Regions from separate parts of the Mus musculus genome. Here all the other regions are linked to region 6. Evidence: chromatin contacts called from public Hi-C, HiChIP or PLAC-seq and promoter capture Hi-C data. All regions are on one chromosome and are shown on one strand. The core of a region is the stretch at or near the end of the contact, and the rest is flanking DNA. Distances in the headings are between cores, read along the strand shown.

Region 1 (2,746 bases), core at 183-2,682, 400 kb before region 6:
TTATAGCAAGATTCCATTGGAAGTTGTGGGGAGAAGAGGAAGGAAGAATGGAAGGAGGAGGGAGAGGAAGAGTGAGAGGAGGAGGGAGAGGAGGAGAAGTAAAACAGGGGAGGGGGAGGGGGAAGAGAAATTCACGTTGTATGCCATTCTTTCTAACATTCCTTTAATGGTGCACTTCCAAGGTCCAAACATCTCCCATCCTGTCTTATGCCTGCTGTACATCTGCAACTCAAAATCTGAAAGTTCAGGGTAGGAAGTAAAAATGTATCAGTCCTTTTGGATCCCCTTCATCCTTCCTTTCCCAAAGGCACAAAACCAGTGCTTCCTCCCCAATTCTCCATTAGAGTAAGGAGATGTTGTAGTTCTAAGCCTGATTGGGTGAAACCCACTATGCAGAGTATGGTTAAACAAGTGTCTATTTAGAACACACTTCTCATTCTGAGGCCTGAGGTGACAAGGTTTGAAAGCAGGAGGTTAAGGGAAAAAAAAAGAATATTCTTGATCAATGGAGCACGAAGACTGACCTGCAGTAGGTCAGAGAGCTCCAAGGAAGCTGGGCATCTGCCCACCCTGACTACCTCCATTGAACCTGCAGTGCTGATCGCTCCATCAGGCAGTTCAGAGACATAAGGCAATAGGAACACTATTCCTACAAGTAGGCTCCCTCTTTAATGTTCAATATTCTAGTATTTAAGATTAAAAAAAAACAATTTAGGGAGAGACGGATCCTTGTGGACAGGCAAGAAGATTAATCCATAGTACAGAAGTTATAAGAAGGTTAGAAGAAACTCCTAAGATCTAAGGACAGGGACAATATTAATTATAAGGGTAAGGCTGGAGAGATGGCTCAGCAGTTAAGAACATTGGCTGTTCTTCCAGAGGACCAGAGTTCAATTCCCAGCACTCATATGAAAGCCAACAACCATCTGTAATTCCAGTTCAGAAAAACTGATGCCCTCATCTGGCCTCTGTGGGCATCAAGCACATACCTATTGTACAGATACAACTAAATAATAATAATAATAATAATAATAATAATAATAATAATAATAATATCTCTATGAGGTTTTACCATGAAATAAAGTCCTCAGTGCACTTCTGGAAAAGTCACGGCATTTTGAAGCAAAACCATTATGTGTGATAAATAAACTGTGGTTTTCACCACATTGTCATTTCCACTTCCCAGTAGAGGTGCCTCTAAGAGGAAGGGACGATGCCTAGAATTCTAGCACATAGCAGCAATGACACTATCTGAGGTCCACAGAAGAATGAGAGGCCAAGGAAGACACAATTAATATTGAAAAACAGCTCCTGAAAGACCACTCAGGAACACAAGACAAAATCTTTCCATATCCTGAAAGAGAACTATGACCTCTGGGGAGGAGCTGGTATTTGAACCACAAATGGATCACAGCCAGACACCTCACTCCACCCCAAGCAGGATGGAAGAGGCAATTGCCATATGTGTGTCAAAGATCAAGGCCACATTTTCCAGAGTGTGGTCTTGAGTCAGCACATAGAGGGCACACTGCCAAATCTCTATTACATAAAGCTCACTAAGCTGGGGAAATGTCCCCACAACTGATTAACAAAAGGATACAACTCCAATATGGAAGCAATACTTGTAAGCCAGTAAATAATAATGATAAATGATAACGAAAAAAAAGATAGTTTACCTCCAAGTAGAATATACTAAAGAGGGTCTATGTATAAAGGGGTTGGTTGAACATGTGTGATTTAAGGAAAATGAAAGGTATAATTCAATTATCTGGGGATATGTGTATCTCAGATTACAACTTCTAGCCCTAAAACAACAATTAGAGAAGAGGCTGCAGGGACTCTGATCGGGTTTGGTCAGGAGAGCAATAGACGTCATTCTAAAGAAAACCTGTCATAGGCAGTCAGTTACACAGGGAGTAACTTGGGGCAACAAATACTTTGAACTTTCCTTCCCTCTCTAATCTCTGCCAAACTTTCCCCTGGTTGAACCCTAGTTGGAGCCAAAGGACATGAATGCCAGGTTGTTGAAGCACACAGAGATCACACTGGCAGGGCGAGAGTTAGGTGGAGAAAGGAGTGCCTATGAAATACAATCAGAATGTATGCCAACGCCAGGGAAAAGAACCTGAATGTGTGAATCACAGAGGAGTGGATGCCAATAGGTCTGATGGCCACCAGGACTGACTCCATTTCTTGAGTTCATTAAAGCTGAAATTCTAAATTGAGTCCTGGATTTAAGGACCTGCCTGGGTAAAGGAGACTTGAGTCTACCTGTTCCATTACATGATTATCTGGAGATCTGGGTCAAGTCTTGCTCCCATTGTTACCAAACTTTAGGTCACAGTGTGAATGAACCCCAAGAAGCCAAGTTTGATCACCTGTCCTTGAACAACCAATTAAAACAACCGAGTTAATAGATAAAAGAAGAAAAAGAACTATTCAATGTGGTCACATTGGGGAGAAGGACAAAGAGATGCAATGACCACCTTCCCCTAAAGTCCTGAAGTGAGGTTGGAATTTAATAGAGGGCTGAACTATGCACATCTAAGCAGTCCAAGTAAATGTGTGATCCCGTGCACCACTGACCCACCAATGTCTGGGCTTCAGTCTCACCCCATAAGGTAGTCTAACAAGTTGTAAATCTCTTTCCTAGGAAACAAGTTGCCCCACTCTGGCAGGGATCTTTTTCTTCTCTCAGCATGAAGGTCCTAGGGAATTTCTACTTCTCAGGAGCCAGTGTTTAAAT
Region 2 (2,736 bases), core at 41-2,540, 350 kb after region 6:
ATCTACAGCACGTGGAAAAGGAGAAAACATTCGGCCTCGCGACTAAACGATCTGTTTCGAATCCCAGTGAGCGTACATACTCGAAACTTGTCCCTCCTCTCCCGCTACAGAGATTCCCGGAGATTTTCGCAAACAAAGGCACGGAAAATATGCACAGGTGGGATAAAAAGGGGAGTGGCAGAGGCCAGGCGGCGCTCGCTCGAGACAGCGCCCCCACGCCGCCAATTTTCCCGGCCGCACCTGAGAAATCACTGCCATGCACACCTCCACCCTCAGGTGACGGCGTCCGGAGCGAATTCCTCGACCTATAACCCTCCGCCTGCACCTTGGTCGGACATTGGGTATTGTCTGCAGCCTCCAGCGCCCAGGAAAGGCACGGAAGAAAGAGAGAGAGAGAGAAAAAAGAGAGAGACAGACACACACACACATACACACACGAGAGAGAGAGAGAGAGAAAGAGAGAGAGAGAGAGAGAGAGAGAGAGAGAGAGAGAGGAGAGAGAATAAAGAACGAGAGGGAAATCAAGCGATCGGCAAGCCGCGCGCTCCTTTCGCCAAAATGAGCGTCCCTTCCTCGATCCCACTACCTAATTCGGGTCACAAAAGCAGACCCGCCAGCCCAGAGAGGCTGCAACCGGAGCTGGCCGGCGCGGAGTCGCGGGCGCCCTAGGTCCCGAGCAAGGAGGCAGCAAGAGAGGGAAATGGGCGTGTGGGTTGGGCCTGGCTGGCCCCAGGCCGGGCTGGGAACAAAGCCGCCCGGCTCCCCCTACCTGGAGCTGGGGCGTCGCCCAGGCGCGCGGCGCGGGGATCCGAGCGGCGCCCCTTCGGGACAATGGCTCCCTCCCCCGCCGTCGGGCGCGCGGTACAAAGGCGCGGCGCCCGGCCGGGCACCCGTCCGCAAAGTCAGGCAGAGGCTGGAGAGGGGACGGCAGCGGCCGTCCAGGGCTGCGGCCCGGGCCCCTCGGAGGGAGCCCCAGGCAGCCGCCCCGTCGCCTCCCCGCCCGCAGCCGAGCGGGCTCTCGCGGCACAAAGAGGCGCCGGAGTCCGCGGCGCGCCAAGCCCGGGGCTCCCGCCGACGGCGCGAGCCGCTCTGCTCCCCACACTCACCCACAGCTCGGTGCCCCAGCTCATGGCGGAACCTGAGGCGACTGGCGCCGGCCGGCTGCTCCCGCTGTCCTCTCTCGTCCCGACTTTCCCCTCCTCAGCGTCTGCCTCGAAAGCTGCCGCCACCACCACCGGGTTCCCCAGTGAGTGAGAGAGACACGACTGAAGCGAGCCGCCGCCGCGTCCCCGCCTCCCGGCAGCGGGGAGGGAGGGAGGGAAGGAGGGAGGGAGGGGGCCGGGGCCGAGGGGAGGCGGGACGGCGGGGAGGGGGCGGGCCGCGGTGCACCCTGGGATCGGGGCGGGCCCGCACTCGCGCGCGCGGGGGCCGGCGGGGGTCTCCTCCGAACAGCTCGCCCGGGGCGGGGATCCTCGGACCCTCGGCGGCGTCCGCTCCGGCCTCCGGGCTCAGCAAAAGCCGCACTCAGACTCCCGCTCCAAGATGGAGAGCCAGGGAGGACGCCCACGGTCCCTGCCTTGCTCGGAGACCCCCCCCCTCAAAGGAGGCGACCCCACACGTCAGCGTTCTTTGCGGAGCCCTGACAAAGAAACCACGTCCAGACGTTGGAGCAGAGGGGTGTGTGCGTGTGTTTAGTTAAAAAAAATCTGCCTTCGTAAGGTAACTTCTCCGTCCAGGCTTGGCGCTTCAGCCTGGGATCCCCGGGAACCACAGACCTGTAGAGGTCAAACGTCCAATGTGAATGCAACGTGTCACACGACGTGTCTGGTTTTTGTTTTTGTTTTTAATAAAGCATTTTGATTTTATTGTAAGTTCTTTCGGGAAACCTTTTTTTCTTTTTTTTAAGAGGCAAGCGATCCCGTAATCTTTTGGGGACGTTGCCATGGTAAAAGATAAGACTTGGTGGAAAGCGAACCCGACTGACACCTGCAGGAGGTGAGACGCTGCTGAGCTTGCCTGAATTCTAGGCTCGTGGCTACCTCCAGGGACCGGTCTCTCCCTCCTCACAGCCCTTCAACAACCTGTTCAGAGCCTGAGGCGTCTCTTGCCTCCGATAGGAATCTTGGCTGCAGACGACCTCTTGCTTTTAGCTGTGCTGAGTTATTTCCCAGCCTGCCTCCACTGGCAGTCAGCAAGTTTGGCTGGTGCTACTAGATACCGCGTACAGTCTGCTCACTAACTCCCCAGCATATGCTTTAGTATTAATTGCTTGTCGCTTAAAACACACACATTTTCACTCTAGAACCAGTAGAGTACTCTTCAGTGAGTCATGACAACTGAATGCTTCAAGGTCCCCCCACCAACGGACGTCTTATCAGCCTTGAAACTCCTCCCTACGGGACCGGGACCGGGACCAACACAGGTGTTCCAGCTTCTTCCGCCCCAGCCTTCCTGTTTACCTAGTTCTGCTCCCCATTGAAGTCCAGGCAAATAGCCAGAGCTCTCCAGGCAGTCTAACCACCACTCACCAAATTCTTTGCTATCCTTTTCTGAGGTAGGCTGAGCAAATGAATACTCTCTTCTAATTAGGTTAAGGCCGGTCTTTTTTTTTTTTTTTTTTTTTTTTAATGTTCTTTGAAAGTCGCTGAAGCCAAGTGTGATGACGCACACCTGTAATTTTAGTGCTCCGGAGGGGAGAGGCGTAACTACAGGAGTCAGAGGCTAGCCTGGGTTACA
Region 3 (2,700 bases), core at 93-2,592, 360 kb after region 6:
CTTGCTGCCAAGCCATGAACTTAAGTTCACTCTCTGGTGCCAGCAGGTGGAAGGAGAGAACCGGCTCCCACAAGTTGTCTTTGGGCTTCCACAGATGTGCCATGGTACACACCTGTCACAATAAATACTAAAATTAAAAGCCAAATTATCTGACTTTAAAACAAGAGGTATCATACCCTAAAATTATTTCTGAACTTTATAACTTAATTTCCTTCAATGTAGGCTAATGTGTTTCCTGTTTCTTGAGAGTCTTGGGTATGGCCTTCCAAATCTGTGTCTATTTTTGAATACGTCAGTACACTGGAATTTCCCAATCTAGATGATAACATCTTCAAGGACTTGAGCCAGGTCAGTCACAAAGGCATATTAATCCCATCTCTGAGGACAGTAATTAGCCCTGCAGTGTAATGTCTAAGACAGCATAATCTACAAACACTTCAAACAAAATAATTTCTTTAAATTCCTCTAAGGAAAATAAAAAGAATTTTAGACTTTCCAGACAGTTCCATACATCTTAGCTTAGAGGTGAAGTTATTCTTTGTGATAACCAGACGGGATCAGAGTTTGACGCTTCAGTTCTCAGTACACAGCTTCTCCTGTTTGCACAACAACTGTGTTCTAGCATTGTGATGGCTTGGGTTCCCTTGTTCTCATGTCTGCCATGTCCCTGTGCTGCAAGTTGGTGACCTGGGTATACCTGATTTTACACCTTCCATGTTCCAGGAGTACTGTGTGCATGCCTGTTTGCATGTTTGCCATGTTCCCTGCATGCCACCACCTGATGGCCTAACCACATCTGCTTGCACATGCTCCGTGTCCCGGTGCTGCCATTTAGTGGGTTGTACATGCTGTTCACACACCGGCCAGGTTCTAGCACGGACACAAGAGTGGTTTAGACTGGCCTGTCTGCACACATGCCATGCCCTGGGACAGCCACAGGACACCGCAAGAATAGACTTTCACACACCTGCCTTGTCCAGGAGTCACCAAGTAATGGGGTCGTCAATCCGGTTCTTTTTTTTTTTTTTTTTTAAGATTTATTTATTTATATGTAAGTACACTGTAGCTGTCTTCAGACACTGCAGAAGAGAGGGAGTCAGATCTCATTATGGATGGTTGTGAGCCACCATGTGGTTGCTGGGATTTGAACTCCGGACCTTCGGAAGAGCAGTCGGGTGCTCTTACCCACTGAGCCATTTCACCCGCCTGTCACTCCGGTTCTTAATTACGCTGTGTCCCCAAACTTCCAATTGTCAACCTAGGGTCACCTGTTGGGACACATACCATTTCCCAGTGCCACCAGGGGTCGTCATGAGTATACTTGTTCCGGAGTCTGCAGTGTTCCAGCAACACCATGTGTTGGCACAGGCACCTTTGTCCACAAGCCTGTCAAGTCTCAGTCCTGTGAAAGTCTGGGCAAGCCCAAACATTCGTGAATCTCACCTACCAGTTCTGCTGTGTTGCAGTGCATTTGACAACCATGTTCTGTTCCAGGACTGCAAAGTAGGGGATCAGGTTCACCTGCAAGTTGCCTCCTAGCACCTCTACGTGGTAGCAAGCTCATCTATTGACACTCTTTCCACGGACCCAGAATCTCCAAGTGATGGCCTGGGCATTCCTGGTCACTTGTTTGTTGTGTTCCAGTGCTGCCACCTGGTGGCCTGTGTTTACCTGTTCACATGTCTGGTGTGTCTCAGTGCTGCCACCTGGTGGTCTGTACATGTTCGTTTACATACTTGGCTATGTCTCAAAACCCGGGCATGCAGGTTTGAATGCCTGCTGTGTTCTAGTGTTGTGTTCCACTAGGCTGTCTGGGCACACCTGTTCACATGCGCTCTGTGTTCTTATGCTGCCATTCGTTTGTATGCATGCTGAGTCCCAGGGCCAACATGTGGGGGCTTTGGTATATCTGTACTAAGACCTACTATATCTTTGTGCCACAACTTGGTGGTGTGGGAATGCCTGGCTGCAAGCCCGCTATGTCCCAGCACTGCCACTTCATAGCCTGCTGTGTTTGCATGTCTGCTGTGTTACTAGGCCACCAGTGTGATGCCCTGGGCAAGCATGTTGCATGACTGCTGTGTCCCATTGCTACAACATGGTGACCTGGGTAGCCTACTTGCCTGCCTGCTGTGTCCTAGGGTCACTAAGGGGTGGTCTAGGCATGCCTGTTGTCACACATGCCATGTCTTAGTATAATGCCTGTTGGGATGCATGCTGTTTCCCCGTGCCACCATGTTGAAGAATTCCTTATGTACACATCTGCCAAGTCCCAGCACCACCCCGTGGCAGAATAGCCACTGGAGTTCAAATGTGTACCACATCCCAGTAGTGTCGTGCCGTGTTCTGGACTCACCTGTTCTCACGGGAGCCAGATCTCAGTGCTGCCCTGCGGTGGCACAGGATCTTGTGTTCACGAGCGGCCATGTTTTAGCGTTGCCACATGGGGGATATGCTCACCTGTTATACTCCAGCTGTGTTCTAGTGCTCCCCAATCTGTGTGTATTCCTGCCCTGTCCCTTCTCTGCCCTGTGATGGCCTAACTATGCCTGTTTGCATGCCTGTTGTGTTTCATTGCTACCATGCAGTGGCCTGGGCAAACCTGTCAAATGCCTGCCAGGACACCGAGCTGCCATGTGGCAGCCCAGGTGTACCTGCTGCATGTTTGCCACGTTTCAGTGGTGCCAGGTCACAGCCTGG
Region 4 (2,789 bases), core at 208-2,707, 450 kb after region 6:
TGGTGGTTTAGTCCCTGGGAGCTTGGGGGGGGGGTCGGGTGAAGGAAGAACTCTTTTTTTTTTTTTTTTATATTTATTTATTTATTATATGTAAGTACACTGTAGCTGTCCTCAGACACTCCAGAAGAGGGAGTCAGATCTTGTTATGGATGGTTGTGAGCCACCATGTGGTTGCTGGGATTTGAACTCCTGACCTTCGGAAGAGCAGTCGGGTGCTCTTACCCACTGAGCCATCTCACCAGCCCCCGAAGGAAGAACTCTTAACCACTCAGCCAGAATGAAGTGTCAATATGAACTTTGGAGGGAGCGGGCACAAACAGTTAAGGCCCAATTTCTAGCTATTATCCCAGAGTTCAGTTTTAAATCAGGTGACTTCCTGGTAGGAGGAATGTGTAGATATGGGGTGGGGGTGGGGTTCACCAACAAGGGGAAACTCCCTATTCGCTAAGCATATTTAATGTCATAGTAACATATCAGGAGAGAACTGTCATTTTAAAATCTAATATAATTTATCATGTGTTGCTTTGGTCATGGAATTTTATCACAGCAATAAGCAATGTAAGGCAATACTATTTCTGAGGTATCGATGCCAGTTAAATACAAATGAGTTCATTTTAAATCAGGCTAACTGGGTGTTCCCAGTTGTACATGGGTAGCTAGTGTTAGGGTTCGTAAGTCAGCAGAATCGTGTAGAGGTAGTCTTAGCTTCAAAATTCACAGGCCAAGGACAGGTGGTTGTCATTTTTATGTCCTATGTCTAACCGAATCTTGCGCTTCCATAAGGAGGGTCTTTGGTGTATGAATCAATGATTACAACTGATGTTAGCCTTAAGCTCGGATGTGGTTTTGATGGAAGCCACTGTGTCCCGTACCTGCAGGTTTGTCATAGCGGTTTCTTCCTCATGTCTCTCCCTAGCTTGTAGGGTTGGAGTGCTTTCCGGAGTCACTGGGAGGGCTGCTGTGAGGGAGATAGGTTCTGGGTCCTCTCCACCAAGAGTTGCTTAAGGAGAAAAGTGAGGTGGGGCTGTCCCTGTACTACTAAGAACGAAGAAAAACAATCACGTTAACTTTTTCCCACACTTTCTAGTGAAGCTCCTGCCTCTTGCCTTCTGGACTGTAGATGAGTCCTCACTGTGATCTTTCTGTCCTAGAGTTGGTTGGTTGGGAATTGCAAATCCACCCACTGTCACCTTTGCGCATAGAGGGAAGCTGACTCGGCCCACAGCGCACCCCAGCGGCGGTCTGGAGTCCTTCTAGCCTTGGCCACTTGGCTTCCGGAGGGCTCGCCAGTCAGCGCCGAGGCAGATGCAGAAAGCCGGTTTCCGCGGGACCCCAAGGAGGACGCCCGCCACCTGGGAACCTCGGGGACCTGGAGGGGCGGGGCTGAGCGAGCTCCGGGGCCGGCCCGCGTCTCTGTGGCTTCGCTGAGACACTGCAGGGACGAATAAAGGCAAAAGGGGAGGGTCTCGAACACTGTCCTGCTCCTCTGAGAGAGAGAGGTGGAAATCCGGCACCTCCGAGCCGCAGAGACGCGCGGCAAGCACCATGGAACGAGCGGGCCCCAACTCCGTGCGGTCGCAGCAGCAGCGGGACCCGGACTGGGTGGAAGCGTGGCTGGATGATCACCGGGACTTTACCTTCTCTTACTTTATTAGAAAGGCCACCAGGTAAGAAGAGGAGCCACAAAGGACACAGCCAGGGACATGAAGCGTGACCTGAGGCTGATCTCTCTCCCCCACCATTGAATTTTCCCCTCGATCCAACATTAAACAATCCCCGTTCCCAGGCCCTTTGCTTCGGAAGTAGCTTCTCGGTCCCAGTACGGACTGGAGTCCTCTACTTAAAGGGAGCACAGTTGAGAAGCGAGGCGTCGGATTAGAAAGGACTTGCCCACGAAGTTAAAAACAAAAGCGTACACCCGGCCCTGGAGCAAGATTACTCTCCCGGGCCTTCTCCCCTCCCCTCTACTCTCCCGGTTTCCCTCCCAAACCCGCTTAGCAAAAACCAAAACAAGCCAGAGCCCCTTCCCAGCGGCTCCGGAAGCACCACTGCGGGCGCGTCCCTGTGGTCGTGCTCCTCCCCTGCCCGGCTTGCTCTGACCCTGGAGGGGCGGGGAAGCCGGGGGGGTCTGGACCAGGCCACCGGGAAGCCTGGGTGCCGCAGCTTGCCCGGGTCGCCCCCAGTGAGGACTGTCGCCTTTGGTCCCCCAATAGTCCTCTGGTCATCCCTCTTCTGGCTGCGTCGCCGCAAGGAGGATTTTCGCGGAGCTTTGCGGCGCGCACACAAAGGGCGGGAGGGAGGCGGCCCGGGCGGACTCGGGGACCCGGGGACCCGGAGCACCCCAGAGGCCAGTTCTTCCTGGTCTCGAGCCAAACGCCGGGAGGCCGCTGCGGAGGGCGTGGAGAAGGGAGCCTGTCCTTTAGGATCCGACTGCTGCACGGGCAGTCGGGGCTCGCGCAGACTTGAGAGTGGAGCGGAGGGACGAGAGGGTGGAGCGGAGTGCGTGGCGGGCGGGTCCCCCGAAGCTCGAGGAGTCGCCGTGAAGCCCGCGCGCGCGCTTGCCTCCGGCGCGCCGATCTGGGCTGAACTAACCAGCTCTGCTTTGGAGAAGGGGCTGGAGCCCCGCCACCGGCGCCTTGGGGCAACGGCCGTCGAGCAGCTGGTGCTGGCCGCCCGAGCCGGGAGGGCGACTCTCGCCGGGCGGGGATGGTGGACGAGCCGGTGGGGACTCGCCCGAGCGCGGCCGCCACTCGGCCGGGCGCTGCCCGCCAGGGGGCGACGCAACGCGG
Region 5 (2,939 bases), core at 139-2,638, 380 kb before region 6:
GAGGCATCTGTTTTTCCTAGGGTACCTTTAGCTCATTCTCTGTGTGTGACACTTCTTCCTTTATTAGTTTGGAGCAGTCAATTCCTTTCCAGAACTGGACTCTTAAGAATCCTGAGATTGCCTTATTATCCACTTTGTCCCTAAGTCAGCCCTTTGTAGTAGTATCTGCTCTTCTAATCCTATTTAGCATCTTCATTCTGCTTTATAATCACCTCTCCCTGCTCCTCTGCCCCCTTTAAATGACTGAGCTGCACGTGACTTAACCTCCTCTTTCCTTCCTTACTTTAGCGTCTTGATTAATTAAGCCTGAGAGTTTCCTAGATTTCTTCTGACTAAGTAACAAGTTGTAAGAAAAAAAAGAAAACCAAACCAAACCAAACAAACCAAGCAAACACCAGAAACAAAACAAACTCTAAGATTTTCATTTGGGATTCAATCATTTTCTGCATGCCAAAAATCATGTGTAATAAACACATTGGGTTTTTAAAACTTGAAATTCTTCAGGGTTTTGTTGTTGTTGTTTGGGGGTTATTGTTTGTTTGTTTTTGAGACAGGGTTTCTCTGTGTAGCCCTGGCTGTCCTGGAACTCACTCTGTAGACCAGGCTGGCCTCGAACTCAGAAATCCACCTGCCTCTGCCTCCCGAGTGCTGGGATTAAAGGTGTGTGCCATCACTGCCCAGGTCAAATTCTTATTTTTATGAAACAATCTCACTTCCCCTTTCCACTCCACCCTATCATTATCTTTGGTTATAGAATGTGCTATGATCTTAAATAATCTTGATACTCATCACAATAACTTTCAAATGCCTTTACAGTTCTTATCTTGTTTTCCTAATATTTTTATCTAAGGCTAATACCTGCGCTTCTTGTGTAAGTTGGCATAAATATTTTCCCACCCAATCCAACCTTAGATGTGTGGTTTTTTTTTTCCAGGCTGAGCGTGGAGAGGGAAAAATTGAACAATTGCTCTGTTCTCACAATAACTTTGCAGACATTCTGGTATTCATATCAACCATGGAGCAATCAAAGAACGCCGTGAATAAAGCTATCTGCTTCAGAGCGAGACTTTGGGAGATAAAGGGGTTAAAATATGAGCTCCAGAACCCAAGAAAAGCAGCATTTCTCAGGGACTTCTATCGATTCCTCTGGGCCTGGGGGGGTGGGGGGTGGGGGGGGGGCAGGCCTCCTTTGTCGCAGGCCTGTTTCCTCTGATTGTCATTCATTCTGTATTCCTTCCTGCTCCTCTGTCATGGCTAATTGTCACACACACACACACACACACACACACACACACACACACACACACACACACACACACTGCAGGCTTTTAATTTCCTCCTGTTAGAGCCGGAACACTTCCTCAGCAATTTCTGACCCAGCAGGCTGGTTTCATTTCTACTCTCCCTTGGTTTGCCTGCCACCAAAATGGAAGTCCTGTTTCCTCTGTGGCTGCAACCAAACCCAGTCATTCTGGGACAGTCGTGGCGATAGGGAACTATGGCTAGCCTGGGTTCTGTGGTCATTTTAATGGACGTCCAGTTAGACCCACCGGTAAGGTTGGAAGCTGCCAGGGTTCACCATGGTCGCCTCAGCTCATCCTCCCAAACAGCCTTTTGGTTCATTTTATCACACACATATATATCTTCCAAATGAAAATTGTAATTTATTCTATGTAGCACATCCATCCACAAGAGAAATTTTCCAAGTGACATTTTGAGCAAGCCTCTTTTCAGAGAAAAAAAAAGACTGCGCTCCCCCCCCCCACCTCCACCCCCCACCCCCCACCTCCCACCGGGTCCTAAAGCCCAGGGGTAAACTAAAGACCTCCACCACGACTCGCAGACTCACCAATTGCCTTTGCCTTGGATTACAAACTGAAGCTTAATTTCTACAACCACAGCCTCTAAAACAAGCAAACAAGCTCCTTCCATCTATTAGACTGGAAACGGGGGGTTTTATATTAAATATGGAGCATTAGACAATGACACAATGTGGCGCAAACCCACTGATGATATGCGGCTCTCTTCCCGCGTGGCACTGATGCTTCTGTTCGCTTTTAGTGTAGGGTAAAGGGCCTGGAGTGTCTTCTGATGAAGTGGACTGGCCGCTTTTGTTTTAAGGATCTGATTACACCTGACAGAACTGAAACCGGACTCTGGCACAGCTCAGCCAAGCCTTATCTCCCACCAGCCACTCACTGCAGGAATGTCACTGACGGTGTCACCTTTGATTTCCCTTTGTACAATGCTTAGCATGGCAACAACAATTTAAAACAAAAAACAAAAACAAAAAAAAACCACAAAGCAAAAAGTTACTTTTCCCCTTCAAATTAGTTCCAAAATGACTTCTCCTTTCCACTTTTTTTTTTTAAAAATATGGGTCATCGCTATAAGATTTTCTTTTGAGTTTAATCTTGATGTCCCTGGGGAGAGAGTCTCATCGTTCAAGAATAATCTCATTTATTAAAAATCTGCCTAAGACAATGGTTCACATAACCTGGACTGGGGCAGTGATTTTGTGGTATTTGGACCCGGTGTCTACAAAAATATTTGTACACCAGATGCTGAAGTGTTTAGAGCAATCATCCCAAACAAGTTTTAAACGTTCACACACATAAAACACGGTAGGCAGAGAATGAGCATCACCAGTTTTTTTCCCATTGGTGCCGCATGAGTAATGCTTATTACTGGGTAGGAATTGTAAGGCACTGTCAGGTCTGAAAACTGCAAGTAGCGCTGAAAATATTTTCTCCTCTGTATAACACAGGCCGTAAGTACAACTCACTTTAACAGCTCGCCAACTAACTGCGCATGGCTTCTAAGAGCTTAGTTATAATGAAGCGTTTGCTGCGTAGACATGAGGACCCTAACCCAGATTCCGGAGGCCGTGAGAAATAGCGCAGTGTGGTGGAGATACACTTGTTGTTCAGTGTTTAAGG
Region 6 (2,795 bases), core at 275-2,774:
CCTTCCCCCTCTTCTGGTGCGGCTGAAGACAACTACAGTGTACTGATATAAATAAATAAATAAATCTTTTTTTAAAATGCATAATAAAAATACATGGAAGATCAGTACCTCCCCCAGAAAGAACAAGATAGAAGAACCCTTTAAAGCCTAAACTGAAAAGTAACAGCCCGCACTTGTCATAGGGTTTTTCACTAAGCCCAGCCTGTCAAGAGCTTGAAGATTCTTGTCTTCAAGTTCCACAAATGCGCAGGAACTCGTTTTCTTGTTCTTCACTTTCTTGTTCTCTCACTCCTAAAGATAGGCTGTTTCCTCAGGGCACACAATGGCTGTGTGGAAACCAGAGACCACAGTTCTCCAGGAAAACAAAAACAAAAAAAAACCCTATTTTACTAAGTAAGCATGAGGCTAGTGTTTTAAGACAACATCTAACAATCAAAAGTTGGTTACTACGTATACCTGGCTCCAAGGAGAGCAATTTAATGTAGAAGTAATGTATCCATGGAAAGATAGGTTTTTAGGAAAAATTTTGTGTTAAAAAGTGAAGGAAAACGAACCCCCCCTTTTTTTTTTCTTGCTTCCAACACTAATTCCTTTACCCCCTCCTCGATTCCTTTGTAGCCTTTCAACATATTCTAGTTCTCCATCTTTCATCCAACAAAACAAAAACTAAAACACCTCAGCCAGGTGCTGTGGCCCATGGATCCCAACACTTGGGAGGCAGATGGATATCTGTGAGTTCAGGATCAGGCTGGTCTAAATAGTGAGTTCTAGGGCAGCCAGGGCCATGTAGAGAGATCTTGTCTCAAAACAAAAATCCTAAAACTCTTTTGATTCTGGCTAGTCTCTTACTTCCATTGTAAAAAAACAAAAAACTTTAATCCCCGTCCTTCACAACGTCTTTCACCTTTTTTATTTAAAAAAAAAAAAAAAAAAAAAAAAAAAAAAAAAAAAGGCGTACTTCAAATCCCGAGACATTTTAGTTAAATCCCACAGCTTTCTAATTATTCTCCGAAAACTTGGGTGCATTTAACATACATCCTTGTATCCCAATCAAATATCGGAATCTCATTTATTAAGTTATTAAAATACTGTTTTCTAAAAGGACTAAATAAAGTCTCCTTTGGCTTCCGTAAAGACTTACGCCAAAGATCTCACAATTACTGCACGGGGGTGGGGGGTGAGGGGGATGGAAAGCAGAGTAAATGATGCGACTTCCCATTTTGTGTTAAACGGCGAGGAGGTCCTCCTCGCTGAGGACCGCACAGCGGACGAGCTGGGAACTGGAGGCGGAGCTGCTTTTGCCCCCCCCCCCCCCCAACACACACACCCCACCCCCCCACCCCCCGCTGACCCGCACTAGTCCGATGGCGGAGACCGCTGGCCAGAACTGCAGTGGAGCCGGGGAAGGAACGATTCTCCCGAGCCGCGGTTTCCGCAGGGAAACCTAAGCGAGTTCCTGTTTCGACGCACTTCCGAAGCGTCGGAACAGAGGAAGCCGCGCTGGCTGCCGGGAATCCGGAGTCGGAAAGATGGTGGTCACCAGGTCCGGGCTCTCCCGGACCAGGCTCCAAGAAAGCTCCCAGCAGAAGGTGAGCTGGGTCTCAGGTTCTCCGGGTCTCCTCGCCGCTGAGCAGAGCGGCTCGGCAGGGCGGAGGAGAGCGACGAGGAACCGAGCGGGTCGCGCGTGGTACTGCGCCGGACTGGCTCGGACCTGGGGGTCTTTCAGGGCTCTTACGGGAGTTTCGGTAGCGTGCCCTGCGCAGGCGAGGCCTTTTAAGTTTACTGTTAGGACAGTACCGGGGAAAGTTAATGCCCGCCACCTCGACCAAGCCTGGTTTGGGGGATAGGAGGAGCACCGTTTTCACGTGGAGAGACTGGCATGGCCGAGCACTAACCCCTCCGGCAACTGAAGGGCGGCGGTGGCGTCACTCAGAGCCTCTGGTTGTCTTCTGGTGCTATGCTCTTTAGATTGTGTGGTAAGGGCTATAGAGCAGCCCTTTCCTGTTGTAGAAATCCAGGCAAGTATCGGATTACCTTACACACTCCTAAACACGTGCTCAATTAGTATTCAACTCCCCCCCCTCCCTGCGCTTCTATAAATGATTTAAAATTTACCTCCTCTTTCTTTAAGTAGAGAAAGTTTTTTTAGTTCTGCTTTCTGAAGCCTAGGATGAGGCAAGTAAAAGAAATATCTTATCGTGAGTTTGTCTTCGTTTTGTACCTTCTTGAGTTTTGTTCCTTAGGCCATGCCACCTTTACCCTTGTCCCTGCCCTATCTACACTATATTGTGTTTGTTTTGGTTTTCAGAGGTCTGCTCCTCGGAGAATTGGGACACATCTAGAAAGCACAAAGGAATCGGGATCCGATGGCAGCACAGCTGAATCGCAGCCTGCTGAGAAACAGCACTCACGCAGCAGCAGCAGAACCACAGGCCCAGCGGAGATCATTGTGCTTATTTCTGATGACGAGGCTTCTGAAACGGAGTCCCACACTTCTGGGGTTACTTCTGTGTTAGAGGACCAAGAGCCCATTGTAAGAGTAACTAGGAAACGGCAGATCGTAATTGCTTCCACCTCAAAGTCCACTGTTAGGAAAAGGCAGAAAGTAGCCCCTCAGCATGCATCTGCTGATGAAGTTGTTGTTTCTGAAGCAGAGTCTCATGTTTCAGGGGTTTCTATGGTTGTACCTTCCACAGAGAGAAGCAGCAGAAATAAGGCTAATTCTCAAAGAGATTCAAGCCAAGAATCACAGTCGGGAACTGTATCTGATGCTGAGTTGTCCTGCTCAGGCATTT

Evidence for each region. Promoter capture Hi-C pulls out the DNA fragments that hold promoters and counts their contacts. HiChIP or PLAC-seq counts read pairs in DNA pulled down with a chosen protein or histone mark. Hi-C and Micro-C count contacts between places; a contact is called where the count stands out from the background. Capture Hi-C pulls out chosen DNA fragments and counts their contacts.
Region 1: a promoter capture Hi-C map of cranial neural crest shows a contact between it and region 6. The contact joins the enhancer-like site here to the promoter of Dnttip2 in region 6. A contact is called at or near these places in 7 of 39 promoter capture datasets (the 3T3-L1 cell line, cranial neural crest, embryonic stem cells and 3 more), 3 of 15 datasets of contacts at CTCF or cohesin (the NIH/3T3 cell line and embryonic stem cells), 47 of 484 Hi-C or Micro-C datasets (the BV-2 cell line, the C2C12 cell line, the CH12 cell line and 28 more), 14 of 115 datasets of contacts at active chromatin or transcription factors (embryonic forebrain, embryonic hindbrain, embryonic stem cells and 6 more) and 3 of 9 other capture datasets (adipose tissue, embryonic stem cells and liver).
Region 2: a contact with region 6 is called in an H3K4me3 HiChIP or PLAC-seq map of embryonic stem cells, with 26 read pairs. The contact joins the promoter of Fnbp1l here to the promoter of Dnttip2 in region 6. A contact is called at or near these places in 14 of 39 promoter capture datasets (the 3T3-L1 cell line, 3T3-L1-derived adipocytes, the C10 cell line and 8 more), 1 of 15 datasets of contacts at CTCF or cohesin (the NIH/3T3 cell line), 3 of 484 Hi-C or Micro-C datasets (all in embryonic stem cells), 27 of 115 datasets of contacts at active chromatin or transcription factors (the 230-238 cell line, the NIH/3T3 cell line, bone marrow-derived macrophages and 15 more) and 4 of 9 other capture datasets (adipose tissue, liver, macrophages and 1 more).
Region 3: a CTCF HiChIP or PLAC-seq map of the NIH/3T3 cell line shows a contact between it and region 6, with 8 read pairs. The contact joins the enhancer-like site here to the promoter of Dnttip2 in region 6. A contact is called at or near these places in 6 of 39 promoter capture datasets (the 3T3-L1 cell line, the C10 cell line, cranial neural crest and 2 more), 3 of 15 datasets of contacts at CTCF or cohesin (the NIH/3T3 cell line, large pre-B cells and pro-B cells), 3 of 484 Hi-C or Micro-C datasets (B cells, bone marrow-derived macrophages and pro-B cells), 9 of 115 datasets of contacts at active chromatin or transcription factors (the 230-238 cell line, bone marrow-derived macrophages, craniofacial prominence and 5 more) and 2 of 9 other capture datasets (adipose tissue and embryonic stem cells).
Region 4: a contact with region 6 is called in a promoter capture Hi-C map of pancreatic islet. The contact joins the promoter of Pde5a here to the promoter of Dnttip2 in region 6. A contact is called at or near these places in 8 of 39 promoter capture datasets (embryonic stem cells, frontonasal cranial neural crest, liver and 4 more), 1 of 484 Hi-C or Micro-C datasets (B cells), 1 of 115 datasets of contacts at active chromatin or transcription factors (large pre-B cells) and 3 of 9 other capture datasets (adipose tissue, embryonic stem cells and pancreatic islet).
Region 5: a Hi-C map of cardiomyocytes shows a contact between it and region 6, with 3 times the contacts expected there. The contact joins the enhancer-like site here to the promoter of Dnttip2 in region 6. A contact is called at or near these places in 12 of 39 promoter capture datasets (the 3T3-L1 cell line, 3T3-L1-derived adipocytes, cranial neural crest and 5 more), 3 of 15 datasets of contacts at CTCF or cohesin (the NIH/3T3 cell line and embryonic stem cells), 48 of 484 Hi-C or Micro-C datasets (the BV-2 cell line, the C2C12 cell line, the CH12 cell line and 26 more), 14 of 115 datasets of contacts at active chromatin or transcription factors (bone marrow-derived macrophages, embryonic forebrain, embryonic hindbrain and 7 more) and 3 of 9 other capture datasets (adipose tissue, embryonic stem cells and liver).

Annotation. Positions count from the first base shown.
Region 1 is chr3:121,873,314-121,876,059 of GRCm38.p6, forward strand. No RefSeq gene overlaps it. Among named protein-coding and RNA genes, the nearest start is that of Gm33987, 24 kb to the left of the region's middle. Within about 2 kb of position 1,433, at least 36 of the 459 cell types and tissues checked have an H3K27ac peak or open chromatin away from gene starts, as enhancers often do. A contact at or near this core is called in liver and pancreatic cancer cells, where this site is marked.
Region 2 is chr3:122,618,424-122,621,159 of GRCm38.p6, forward strand. Fnbp1l (formin binding protein 1-like) reads right to left here and starts at 1,291. Exons shown (of 14, transcript NM_153118.3): 1 at 1,107-1,291. The coding sequence starts at 1,130.
Region 3 is chr3:122,637,164-122,639,863 of GRCm38.p6, forward strand. No RefSeq gene overlaps it. Among named protein-coding and RNA genes, the nearest start is that of Gm43568, 8.8 kb to the left of the region's middle. Within about 2 kb of position 1,343, at least 31 of the 459 cell types and tissues checked have an H3K27ac peak or open chromatin away from gene starts, as enhancers often do. A contact at or near this core is called in the NIH/3T3 cell line and bone marrow-derived macrophages, where this site is marked.
Region 4 is chr3:122,727,701-122,730,489 of GRCm38.p6, forward strand. It overlaps Pde5a (phosphodiesterase 5A, cGMP-specific), which reads left to right and starts at 1,458. Exons shown (of 21, transcript NM_153422.2): 1 at 1,458-1,667. The coding sequence starts at 1,546.
Region 5 is chr3:121,889,418-121,892,356 of GRCm38.p6, forward strand. No RefSeq gene overlaps it. Among named protein-coding and RNA genes, the nearest start is that of Gm34050, 12 kb to the right of the region's middle. Within about 2 kb of position 1,389, at least 38 of the 459 cell types and tissues checked have an H3K27ac peak or open chromatin away from gene starts, as enhancers often do. A contact at or near this core is called in the CH12 cell line, adipose tissue, bone marrow-derived macrophages and 1 more, where this site is marked.
Region 6 is chr3:122,272,890-122,275,684 of GRCm38.p6, forward strand. Dnttip2 (deoxynucleotidyltransferase, terminal, interacting protein 2) reads left to right here and starts at 1,525. Exons shown (of 7, transcript NM_153806.1): 1 at 1,525-1,589; 2 at 2,309-2,795. The coding sequence starts at 1,530.